Linked DNA regions of Hordeum vulgare: region 1 is linked to region 2. A link is a contact called in public Hi-C data. All regions are on one chromosome and are shown on one strand. Each heading gives the region's core, a stretch centred on a gene start, on an enhancer-like site or on the middle of the called end of the contact. The rest is flanking DNA. Distances are from core to core; before and after follow the strand shown.

Region 1 (5,830 bases), core at 2,880-5,379, 87 kb after region 2:
GAAAGGCCCTCGTGAGGGGCCAAGCCTCACGGGGAGGAGCAGTGTCAAGACCCGCAAGGGGCCTCCTCAGGACCCCTCCGGAGCGACGGATATTCCGAGCCAAGGCCGGGCCTGAGGAGTCAAGGGTGACGCCGGGAAAGGACAGGCGAGCAGCGGATGGCAGCACGGGAGGGTTTCCCTATTGGTGCAAAGGAGGTGGGAGCGTACACGGTTTCCAAAGGCATCTTCCAAAGTTTCCCTACTAGTGCAACAAAGCCGTAACCTCCCACCAGTAGGGCAAACATCATCCACGGGCCCGTCTCTGCAGCGCGGACAGTTACTTTGCAAGCGAAGACCACCTTTGGGCAGGGGAGCATGTTCCCCTGCCCCCCTTCAAATTTGGCCGTTGTGGGATCCTTTTCCGTCGAAGCTATGACGGAAGAGGACCCGGGCCTCCGCTATAAATAGAGAGGGTAGGATACCTGAGAGGGAGAGTTCATTCGGACGGTAGAACAATACACCTAGCCATTTGCCTCCGGAGGCTCGAGAGCACTCTACTAATTCATCCACCACCTCCGCGAGAGGCAATCCACCAAGAGCAGGAGTAGGGTTTTACGCTTCGCACTGGCCCGAACCTTGGTAAACTGTTGTGTTTTGTGTTCCCCTCGCCATCGAGTGAGTCCTTCATCGTTCCCATCGAGTAGTGGGCTAGGCGACACAAAGCAGGGAGAGACCTTCCTACACGTCTCAGTGTTTGAATCCTTCGGATTTTACGGAGCACGAAATCCAATAGTTCCATAATGGTTTAAATCCTTCATCCCACAACATGGTCGATACTTATGCATGAGAAACTATTATGGCAAAACCACTTACTGCATCAAAGAAGTTCCTAGAGATATGCAACAAGACCATGCTCAGTCACATGTTGAAAGATTGACGTCTAGAATGGTAAACTATCTTATTGAAAATGAATGAAGAGGTTACGCAAATAATATATGAGCTAGTAGGAGTAATAAATGGCAAGGAAGAAACTCCTTTGAACACTATTAATGAAGTTGTTGTCCATGACGTCGATTTCATTTAATTACGATCGAGGGTGGAAGAATTAGAACTTTGGTTCTATACTCTACCTAATAATAAAGCATGGACCATTTCTGATCGTTTTTCATGCCATTTTACAAATAAACACCTCAATTTTGTGTAAATTAACCGACAGTACATGTTTAACTCATACCCAAACAGTTTTTTTTGCATTTTCTTGGAAACCCTCGGATGTTTTAGGTAATCAACCCGCCATCCGTATTTAAGTGAGCCAAACCTTTTTTTTGTTTTAACAGAAACCCCTTGACGTTTCGTTTAATCAATCCACAGTTTATGTAAAAAACAAAATTATCCATATTTTCAAAACCGCAACTCCGAGTTTAACATATTATACTGAATTTTGATTATAAAAATGTGTATAATATAAATATGGTATTATTTTGAGCTTTTAAATATTTAAAAAATTGGTGCAAATTTAATCTATAGTGCATGATCCATTTTTCTTTCGTACTGGTGGCGATCTGAATTGCAAATAAACACTCATTAAAACCAGATTGAAAGAAAAAAAACATCGAGAACCACGATTGCACACCTATAAAAAACCTCATGTGGAAAAACAACATATTTCTCATCTTATTCCTAGCGAGTGTGCAATCGTGGTTCTCGATGTTTTTTTCCTATAGTGCATGTGAATAAAATTTCTCTCTCTCGCGCGTGCGCGAAAGAGAGAGAGAGAGAGAGAAAGAGAGAGAGGGAGAGGGAGGGAGGGAGGGAGGGAGGGAGATGGGGAGAGGGGGAGAGGGAGAGGAAGAGAGGCACAGAGAGACTACATTCAAACACGTTTTTGTTGGGTGAGCACTGAGGCCACTGTCGGCAACACAAATATAATAACATGTGAAACTAAAGGACGTGGGCCTATTAAGGTCTTGAGTCATGGTTATCGGGTTAAAATTGTGTCTTATTTTCTTCCCCGTTGCAAAGCACGGCTCTTTTGCTAGTTATCATAAACTACCTTATCCTAGCAATGCATAAGCATTGAATAATTATGACAGTAAAAATCACCAAACACTCGATTAAAGCCCTGAAATCATGGTAGCTACTATAAAAAATATTCACTTAGTTAAATTAGTGAAGGAGTTGTTTTTCTTTGTTCCCCTAGTTAAGTTTTGTTGTGGGATTATTTTTTAATAGAAGAAGTGATGTAACAAGATAATAATGAGAATAATAGAAAGTCTTTTAAAAGGCTTGGGTGCCAAGAAAAAATATTTTTAGAGGATACTCAACCCCATAGTACAAAATAAATTGGTAAGCGCTTCCACCCGATGCGCCGGCCGACTCGTTCGGCCGGTCGCGCGCGGGCCGCGCGCCTCGCTGGCAGATGGTTGCAACATTTTTCCGTCAAATTTGCTGCAACCGTGTGTTTTTCTCATACAAACGTTTTCCATGCAGCTTTTTTTCTCGTGTAAATTTGTTGCAACCATCGTTATATTTGTTGCAAGCGTTTTTGTTTTCTACATTTGTCCACTAAAAAGGTTGCATATACGTTTGGTTGCAACTACAGTTCGTCGATTTTTCGTTTCAATCGATATTTTTTACTTTTGCTATAACCATGTTAATTTTTGCTACAACCGGCATCATTTTTTGCTGCAACTGTTCATTAAAAAAGTTGCATACACGTTCACGTAGATATTTGTTACAACCGGCGTTTGACTTTTGCTACCACGCACCATCAGCTTCGTTTTTTTCTACGATCATATAGATTTTTTTTGCTATATTTTTTTTTGCAACTGTTAAAAAAATTGTTGCATCGCTCCGAATTTTTGTTGCATCGGGAGAAAAAATGTTGCATGAAGATCCAACGGTACAGACGCGCGGGGGTTGGTGGATCGTGCGGCCCGCGCGCGGCCTGCCGAAGGCGCACCGGCGCAGAGCACTGCCCAAATAAATTTGATAGACTCAATAGTGTTTGCGGAAAGAGTTGTCCATGGGAACCAAGTTGAAGGTAATTAAGAGTATTACATGCCAAAACTTGTCGTGCAACCCCATAAGATACCCCTTTATGTGTCTAAGGAAGAATAGGCACACCTTGCAAGAAATACTAACAACTATGTTGACCTATGAACAATCCACCTGATTTTCGGCTATTGAGTTAGTTAATGTCTATAACAAAAAAAATTGACAAGTAAAATCTTCACCTTCTCAATGGGACGTGTTTCTCTTGTCGAAAGATGGATGCTCCTCTCACCAATGCAAAAATCATGTAGGCCTCGTTTGATACGGGGGGATTCAGGAGGTTTCGAGAGGCAAATCCTTGGGAGGGTCAGAAACCTCACAAAACCTCGGGCTCCCATTTGGTAAGAAGGGTTTGCTTAGCCGAATCCCCTCCGTTCCCCTTCAATCCTTTTCTATCCATGTATTTCAGGATCCTCCTCCACAGACTGGTGGAAGCAAATTCCCGAGGATTTAAGAGGATTGGGTGAAAGGAAAGGATTCATCAAATCCTCACAAATCCCCTTCTCTCAAAACCTCCCCAATCCACTTATACCAAACAAAGCCTTAGGGAAATTATCCAGTTTATCATGCAACCATGCATGCAAAAAAGGCTGACATGTTTTAATTATATTATACTTCCTCCGTCCCAAAATAAGTGTCTCAAGCCTAGTACAATTTTGTACTAGAGCTAGTACAAAGTTAAGACAGTTATTTTGGAACGGAGGGAGTACTACTTATACTCAATAAATATTTAACATCATATGCATTTTCTAGTTTTAATTCTTATATTATTAATTTAAATATTCATGTTCACATAATGTTTTTAAATTTTTTTGCAAGCAAGTCCCGTAGCAACATATAAATATTCATGTTTGATTTATATTGCAGTATTTGCAATTACTAAACTCTGTTAGATAAATACTGCAATTACTAAACTCTGTTAGATAAACAAACACCAATCAACGTTTTCAAATACAAATAATAATTTCTAAATTGTCATATGATATACACTTACATTTATGATATGTATATATTTGTTTTATGTGAAGGAACATAATTTAATGTAATACATAGCCAAAGTACCACATTCCAATCCCTGGAAAAAAAGCGCTACTATCTTTGCAAAATGTTGAAAAAAAAGTGACACTTTTCAAGATGCATGTCACTGTCAAAAACTACCTGGCGAGGATCAGAAAGATATCGTGCTAGTGTGAATTTTCTATGCCAATCCGCAGACTTTTCATATTTGGGTAGAATCCTACCAATGCAAACGTGCGCTCAAATGTGACTTGTGCGCCACCTTTTCCTCGCAAGAGCGACAGGTTTGGTGAGCACTGCACCGATTGAGCTGGTCGTAAATCATCTTTCTCTATGGTTCTCAGCTTTCTCTGGCCAGGATGAACAACCTCTTATCAACACATCCACTCAAGTATACCCGGGAGCCACAGGCCCACAGCCCACAGACATTTCGCAGAAATGAACAGGAGAAGGGCAGATGCACCCACCCAAAACCGTCTCCGTGCCTATATAACGTGTCGACCGCGGAGCGAGTGCTCAACGCCATCTTGTGTGACGCCATCGCCGAGAGAGCAGCAGCCACTCCAGTTAAGATGGCTCCGCTGATCACCGCCGACGTCGTGGTGGAGGCTGCGCCGGCCCCGTCCATGGCCGTGCTAAACCAACTGGTTTGCGCGAGCGCGCCAACGCCGACCATCGCCGTGGTCTCCAAGCATCTGGTTCTGCCGGAGGGCGCTCAGCCGGTTGGAGACCTCAAGCTGTCCGTCTCCGACATGCCCATGCTCTCGTGCCACTACATTCAGAAGGGCCTCTTCTTCACGCCCGCGGGCATGCCGACTGCCCGCCTCGTCAAGTCGCTCTTGCTGTCGCTGTCCCGCGCGCTCGGGGTGTTTCCGGCGCTCGCGGGACGGCTCGTCACGCTCCCCGACGACCGCATCGTCATCCGGTGCGACGACGCGGCCGTCGAGTTCTACCATGCGGTGGCGCCCGCTCTGTCGCTCGCCGACTTCCTCGTGCCCGACGCCGACGTGCCTACCAGGCTGACGAAAGATCTGTTTCCCATGGACCGCGTCGTCAGCTACGAAGGCCACCGCCGCCCGCTCACATCGTTTCAGGTCACCGTGCTCGGCGACGGCGCTGTCTTTGTCGGCCTCGTCGCCAACCACGCCGTCGTGGACGGCACCTCATTTTGGCACTTCTTCAACACGTGGGCTGGGCTGTGCCGCGGCGAGCCAGTCCAGCCACCGGACTTCAGCCGCAACTTCTTTGGCGGCTCCACGGCCGTCCTCCGCTTTTCCGGACGCGACGGCCCTGCAGTGACGTTCGACGCCGCCGCTCCCCTCCGCGAACGAGTCATCCACTTCAGCGCTGCGGCAATTCGCGACCTGAAGGCGGCGGCCAACCGCTGCAGAAAGACCAACGAGGATGACGAGGTTAACGGCAAGCTCGAGCACGATCTGAAGGTCCAGGGGGGTGGCGGACAGATCTCCTCTTTCCAGTCGATGTGCGCGCATATGTGGAGGGCCGTGACGCGGGCGCGGCTGCAGTTGACTGCCGATGCGACGACAACGTTCCGCATGGCGGTGAACTGCCGGCACCGCCTGCGCCCGAAGATCTCCCCGGTCTACTTCGGCAACGCCATCCAGAGCGTGGCGACGACGGCGACGGTGGCCGAGCTGGCTTCGCACGACCTTGGGTGGGCGGCGGCCAGGCTGCACGCGACCGTGGTGGCGCACGAGGACGGCGCCATCCGGCAGGCCGCGGCGGACTGGGAGGCGGCGCCCCGGTGCTTCCCGCTGGG
Region 2 (5,696 bases), core at 1,827-4,326:
AGTTACACTTGAGCAAGAAAATGATTATGGAAAGGAATTACAGACAGAGGTGTCTTCAAGAGTCTTGCCGGAAGTAAGCAATTCAGGGAGATTGTACGCAAGCAAGGAGGACACCGGAAGAAGCAAGGTGTTGGCTACTTCAATGCCAACAGAGTTGAATGGAAGAAGGTCAATACCCCATCCCGAAGTTTGTTCCCCACATGAAGAAGTATGATCCTACTCTTCCCAAAGGAACAAGCTCTCAAGATGACCTTACACCACAAAACCATAAGGGCAAGGACAAGATCCAAGAGGAGATTGACTCATTTGAGGAAGAACCCAAACCATGGTCAAGTGGATTCCCAAGGCCACTACTAGCACTACTTCATCTAGTGCTACCACAACTCCAAGGATCCCCATCAAGGTGATATGGGTCCCCAAGAAGAAGAACTAGAAAAGTTCTTGAGGGGTGACTCCGCCAATGCAATTCACTCTTATTTATTTTGTCAAGAACTATATGCAATCAACTCCAACCATATGCATTAGTTCAAGGAGTCACACATTTCCTCAAAGGTAAGCAAGAGACAAGGTTATTAATGTATCAATTGACATCATCTCACATGTACTTCACTCCATGTCCATAGATACCCTTGTATTTGTTCCTTGTGTTTGGAACTAATCCATGTAGGCGAGGAGAGTAAGAAACAACAAGGATTGCTCCCAACTCAAGATGATCTCCATCAACAATGAGCATCCATCACCGCTACACCTACATGAAGTCTTGTACGACAAAACCCAAGGTTATCTTATATATACCTCTTAGGGGTGATGTCACATCAAGGAGAAGCTTTACTCTAAGACTTGAGTATAAGCATCTCTTAATGTGTGAACACGTTGAAAGTTTTATGTAAAAGTGGCAATCCCACTTGTGCTTAAACGATGAGCATGACCTATGATAAAGTATTCTTGCTAGGTTCCTAAGTCAATATACTCATATATAGATGACTTTGTCATCACCAAAGTGCTTGGTAGATGCTAGAGTGATTGTGCATGTTTGCCATGTTTTATTTGACATCTTATTGTGTGAGCATGTTGGTATGCATATTTTTGCTCACTTCGGGATATCCAATTGTTGTTATTTGACTTTTCATTTTCTTTATCCAATTGAATATACAAGAATGCCTAAGTACCTCTCTCTAGTTATATATGCTTTCTCGTCTTAAATTCTATTTTCCTACCGTAGTGCGAGGGTGGGTGCGTCGTTCTTCAGGGCGCACACATGAGTGGACGGAAGGTTTTTGAGAAAATCAGGGGAAAACGGTGGGAACTTCTATCGGACGCGTTCTGCATCACGTAGGTGAGGTTTCGCACACGAAACATGGGGTTCTTGGACTAAGTGGGCCACGCTCTTGATTCTTGTTTTTTGCTTTCAAGTTTTTTCCTTTTCGTTTTATTTCATTTCTGTTTTTTCTATTCGTTTTCGTTTTTACCTTTTCTATTTCTCTCTTTTTATTTTCTTTGTGTATTTTCTTTTTCGATAGTTCAAAAAGTTCATAAATCAAAATTGGTTGAAATTTGTTCTCATTGTACAAAATTGTTCAAAAATCCAGAATGTTTTAAAATTTGAAAATATGTTGGATTTTTACAAAGAATGTTCACCAATTTGATAAAGTGTTAGTATTTTCAAAAAATGTTCCCGAATTTTAAAAAATGTTTACATTCTAAAAAAATATTCATAACTTTTAAAAATGTTCTAATTTTTCAAAAAAGGTTCTTTTTAACGTCAGAACAAGTTTGTGAATGTGAACACTTTTGTGATAAAGGGCTCATTTTTTTGAACTGCAATTCGTGAACAATTTTTGAAAATATGAACATTGGTGACAATGTCAGAACATTTTTTGAAAAGCAAGATCATTTTTATGAAAACCAAAAAAAAATTACAAATCCAAAACATTTTTTGAATTTATGAACAATGTTTGAAAAAAGAGAATTGTTTTATATTTGGAACATTTTGTATAAGCTAGAACATTTTCGAAGTTGAAGAACAATTTTCGAAAATAAACTTAGTTTAAAAATTGAATAAAATTTTGATATTCCGAACATTTTTCTAAATACTAAACATTTTTTTAAATAACGAACGTTTCTGAAAATACTGAGCATTTTCTTAAAATTTCAGACATTTTTAAAGTTATGAATGTTTTCAAAAAATGGCAACTATTTAAAAGTCAGAATATTTTTTTAAAAAGCAAAACATAAAATCAAATTTGAAAAACAATTTTTGAACATCTTATTTGAAAAAAGATAAAATAACCTTGGAAAAGGAAAAAAGGAAAGAGAAAACAAAAAGGAAATAAAAAATAAACAGAAACATTAAAAGAAAAAAAGGTAAAAGACAAAAAAACAGTTCAGAAATCCTTCTAGAAGGTTCCTAAAACTAATGGCTAAGCAAACTGAACCGGCTCAAATATGGTCTAGGGGTGTGTGAAGCCCCCGCTATTTGCCGCAAAATACGGCGAATAGCATTTTTCGGAAGCGATGGTGTTGTGTCATTGATGGACATGCCAAGGGAGGGAGAAGGACAGGTGACCCAAATCCAGCCTAAATTTGAGTCTGTGATGGATCGCATACGGATAAAAACGTACGCGGGTTCATTTAAATCGACACGTTAGTTGTCGTCAACAAAATGGATCGCCCGATTATAAATCACACGGCATACTCTACCTCACATGCCCAAGTTCCAGTTTTTTGCGCTAGGGGGCATGGCTTGGACGGTCCATTCAGTTCTGCTCCCGGCCGACGTCCTGTCTGGGCGCGTCGCCGTGCAGCTATACGGCGCAACGGCAGAGCAGCATGCGCCTCCATGCCTTGGCCTACGACCCGCGGGCCATCGAGGCCAACGGCACACCCACACTGTCTGTGTCTGTCACCGGCCACCCCTCTCCATCCGCAAGGCTGTGGCGGGCGACGAACCACGACGCTCTCGGGCGCGCCGGGGGCCATCGGCTGCTCCCCTCCGCGAACCTCAGCCGCGCGTGCGCATCGGCCGGGTGCTCTTGTCTAATAATGGCACGGCCTCCTCGGGACAGCGACGCCACACCGCCGGGGGGATTCGATGGCTTGGCGCATTGCGGCGGTGCGGTGGGCCACGGGGACAGGCCGCACGAGGGACGGTCGACCGGAGCTCGTACGGCGTTTGGAACAGTCGCTGGCGTTTATCTTGTTTCCGCTCCCAGCGCAGAGGCACACGCAGGTCCTACCCGTTGCTTTCGTGTGCGCAATTAGAAACCTTGCATGACACGTGTGTGCCGGCATGGCATGTGGCGGGCGGATCGCATAGGTGCTGCATACATTGTATCGAGATCTGCACTAGTGAAAAATATTTGGTAACAGGACTCAGGAGGACAAACTGGGATTGGCCAGGCACGTACTCCCTCCGTTCCCTTCCTTCCTAAATACACCGTCTAAGATATTTTAATTTTTTTATTATGAACTATGTATAGATATGTATAGACATATTTTAGAGTATATATTTACTTATTTTATTTTACATGTAGTTTATAATATATTTTTTATAAAATCTTATATTTTAAAACGAAGGAAGTACATGACATGTTAAAACATGCACTTGATGATGCATGACATGTGTCATCTCTGAGCTATTTTTTCTGTGATAAAGAGCACAGCCTAGAGGGCTCTTTGAGTGACCGGTTATATTGAATCTTTTAGTTTTTTAATTATAAAAGTTCTACAAAGCACGAACATACCAAAAATTATGTCGCGGTCTCTAGACCATCGAACGGCTATCACAACAATCAAAACGAGTCACCATCCGCTACTATCGCCGCTCCTTTGTCGGAACCAGCTTAACCTTGTCGATGATAGCCGAGAAATTTACGTGCATGCGTCCTCGACCCGCAGTCGTCATCATTGGACCCTTGAATAGATCCAACACAACTAATATCAAATTTTGCTATAGGAGCTGACAGGAATCTACGCAGTAGCTCCGTTGACTACATCGAGATAACCAAAATCGAAGCTCGAAAGACAAACTCGAAGAATAAGCTTTGTCATCCGCCCGAGCGCAGTACCGGCGAGGACTAGGAAACAATAACCTAAACTTCTAGCCGAGGCGAAGACACCGGGGTTTCCCTTGCCACCACCACCAGAGTGCCAGGCAAAGGGGAGGCAAATCCACGGGCTAGCCGCCGGAGCGCCATGCAGAGGAGAGACAAATCCACGGGCTAGCCGATGAAGCCTCGAGGGGATAGTTTTCCCTAGATGCTGAGGAGAAGCGAGATAACGTGAATCATATAGGATTTTAAAATAATGAATTCAAAAGTGTGTTTGATATCATAGAAAAAACAAAACAATTGTATAAAGAGGCTCGAGTGGATGAAAAATTTCTTTCTGAAATCCTTAAAGAAACCTCAAGGGTTGTAATGCTATGAATCGCATGATACACAGATCTTTTCCTTAAAGATCAATATCGTCCAAAAAATTGTTGAATTTCTTTGCATCAAAGAGCCCTAAAGCTTATTGATCAAAATCAATTGAGGGCATTGAGCCACCTAACAGGTGGCCAACAACTTCGGGGTGGAGTACTTACTTGTAGATCCACATCCAACGTGCACATTGGAGAGCTATTGGATGGTTGGACGGGCCACGTCCAACCTCAGAATTGGGCAACCTTGGGTTGCAAGGCCAAAAAGAATGATGACAACAATATTATGAACAGTTCCCAGTATTAGCCCTCTCCGGTCCATTGGGCTAGCTCCGTTACTGGATGTGCGGATGGTGGAAGAGGGAGTTAAAAATACACAATAGTTGTATCTAAGTTGAATGAATTTGCAATTTATTTAAATCGACTTTGTTGAAGGAGGAATGGTTGAAGGATGAAGCACACTAAACGAAGAACAAAAAAGGATTACCAGTGAATCTTAATCCAATGGTCCAGAAATTAACATACCTAAAATAATATGTGAGGTGACTTACGTATAGCAGGTCTCTAAATATGGATGATTGCGCAACCAAAAGAACATCTTCCAAGAGAGACGGGTGCTTTGATGTGCAAGAAAATGGAAGAAAGAACAAAAAGGAAAAGCGTTCGTGGAAAACATAAGAGCTATGATGTTTTTTTCTTGGTAAAGATAAGAGTTATGATGGGTTGAAGGAACAAGATAGGGATGGGTGGATGGAGCAAGACGGGACTATGATGAGTTGGTTGAACATATTGCTTCACTTCTACTACTCCTGGATTCTTGACGAAGTGTTATGGTGTTACTCTATTCCTATTTTCTAAGATTTCATGTCATTGGAGACGTTGTCATAGGCATGAGCATGTAATTTCACGACCTACAATGGGGTCCAGTCTCCTTTCATAGTTGAGAATGAATGGAGCAAAAACATGGAAAATATGTGCAAATGGTGTGGAGCGGAAATATGGGGATGATGGACTGATGCGATCCCGCAAAGGCAGGTGATGAGTGGATTACCCACTCTTTTCTGTCCCTGTTTAAATCGGATTTTCTGAGATAATTTGATATAATCACTTCGATTTATTTACTAGTGACTAAAAATGAAAAATATTGTAAATATTTTCGTTTATTTTGTTCCTTTTAGAAATGAGCTATTTTGCGGGCAAAACCAAGCTATAAAATAAATATATTGGAGTGAGGACCAATGCTAATTAATTGGGCATGCACAATGCTACTTGTAAA

Evidence for each region. Hi-C and Micro-C count contacts between places; a contact is called where the count stands out from the background.
Region 1: a contact with region 2 is called in a Hi-C map of seedling, with 3 times the contacts expected there. The contact joins the promoter of LOC123445882 here to the enhancer-like site in region 2. A contact is called at or near these places in 3 of 6 Hi-C or Micro-C datasets (leaf and seedling).

Annotation. Positions count from the first base shown.
Region 1 is chr1H:467,695,873-467,701,702 of MorexV3_pseudomolecules_assembly, forward strand. It overlaps LOC123445882, which reads left to right and starts at 4,130. Exons shown (of 1, transcript XM_045122815.1): 1 at 4,130-5,830. The coding sequence starts at 4,410.
Region 2 is chr1H:467,609,930-467,615,625 of MorexV3_pseudomolecules_assembly, forward strand. No RefSeq gene overlaps it. Among protein-coding and RNA genes, the nearest start is that of LOC123445882, 87 kb to the right of the region's middle. Within about 2 kb of position 3,077, at least 3 of the 3 cell types and tissues checked have open chromatin away from gene starts, as enhancers often do. A contact at or near this core is called in leaf and seedling, where this site is marked.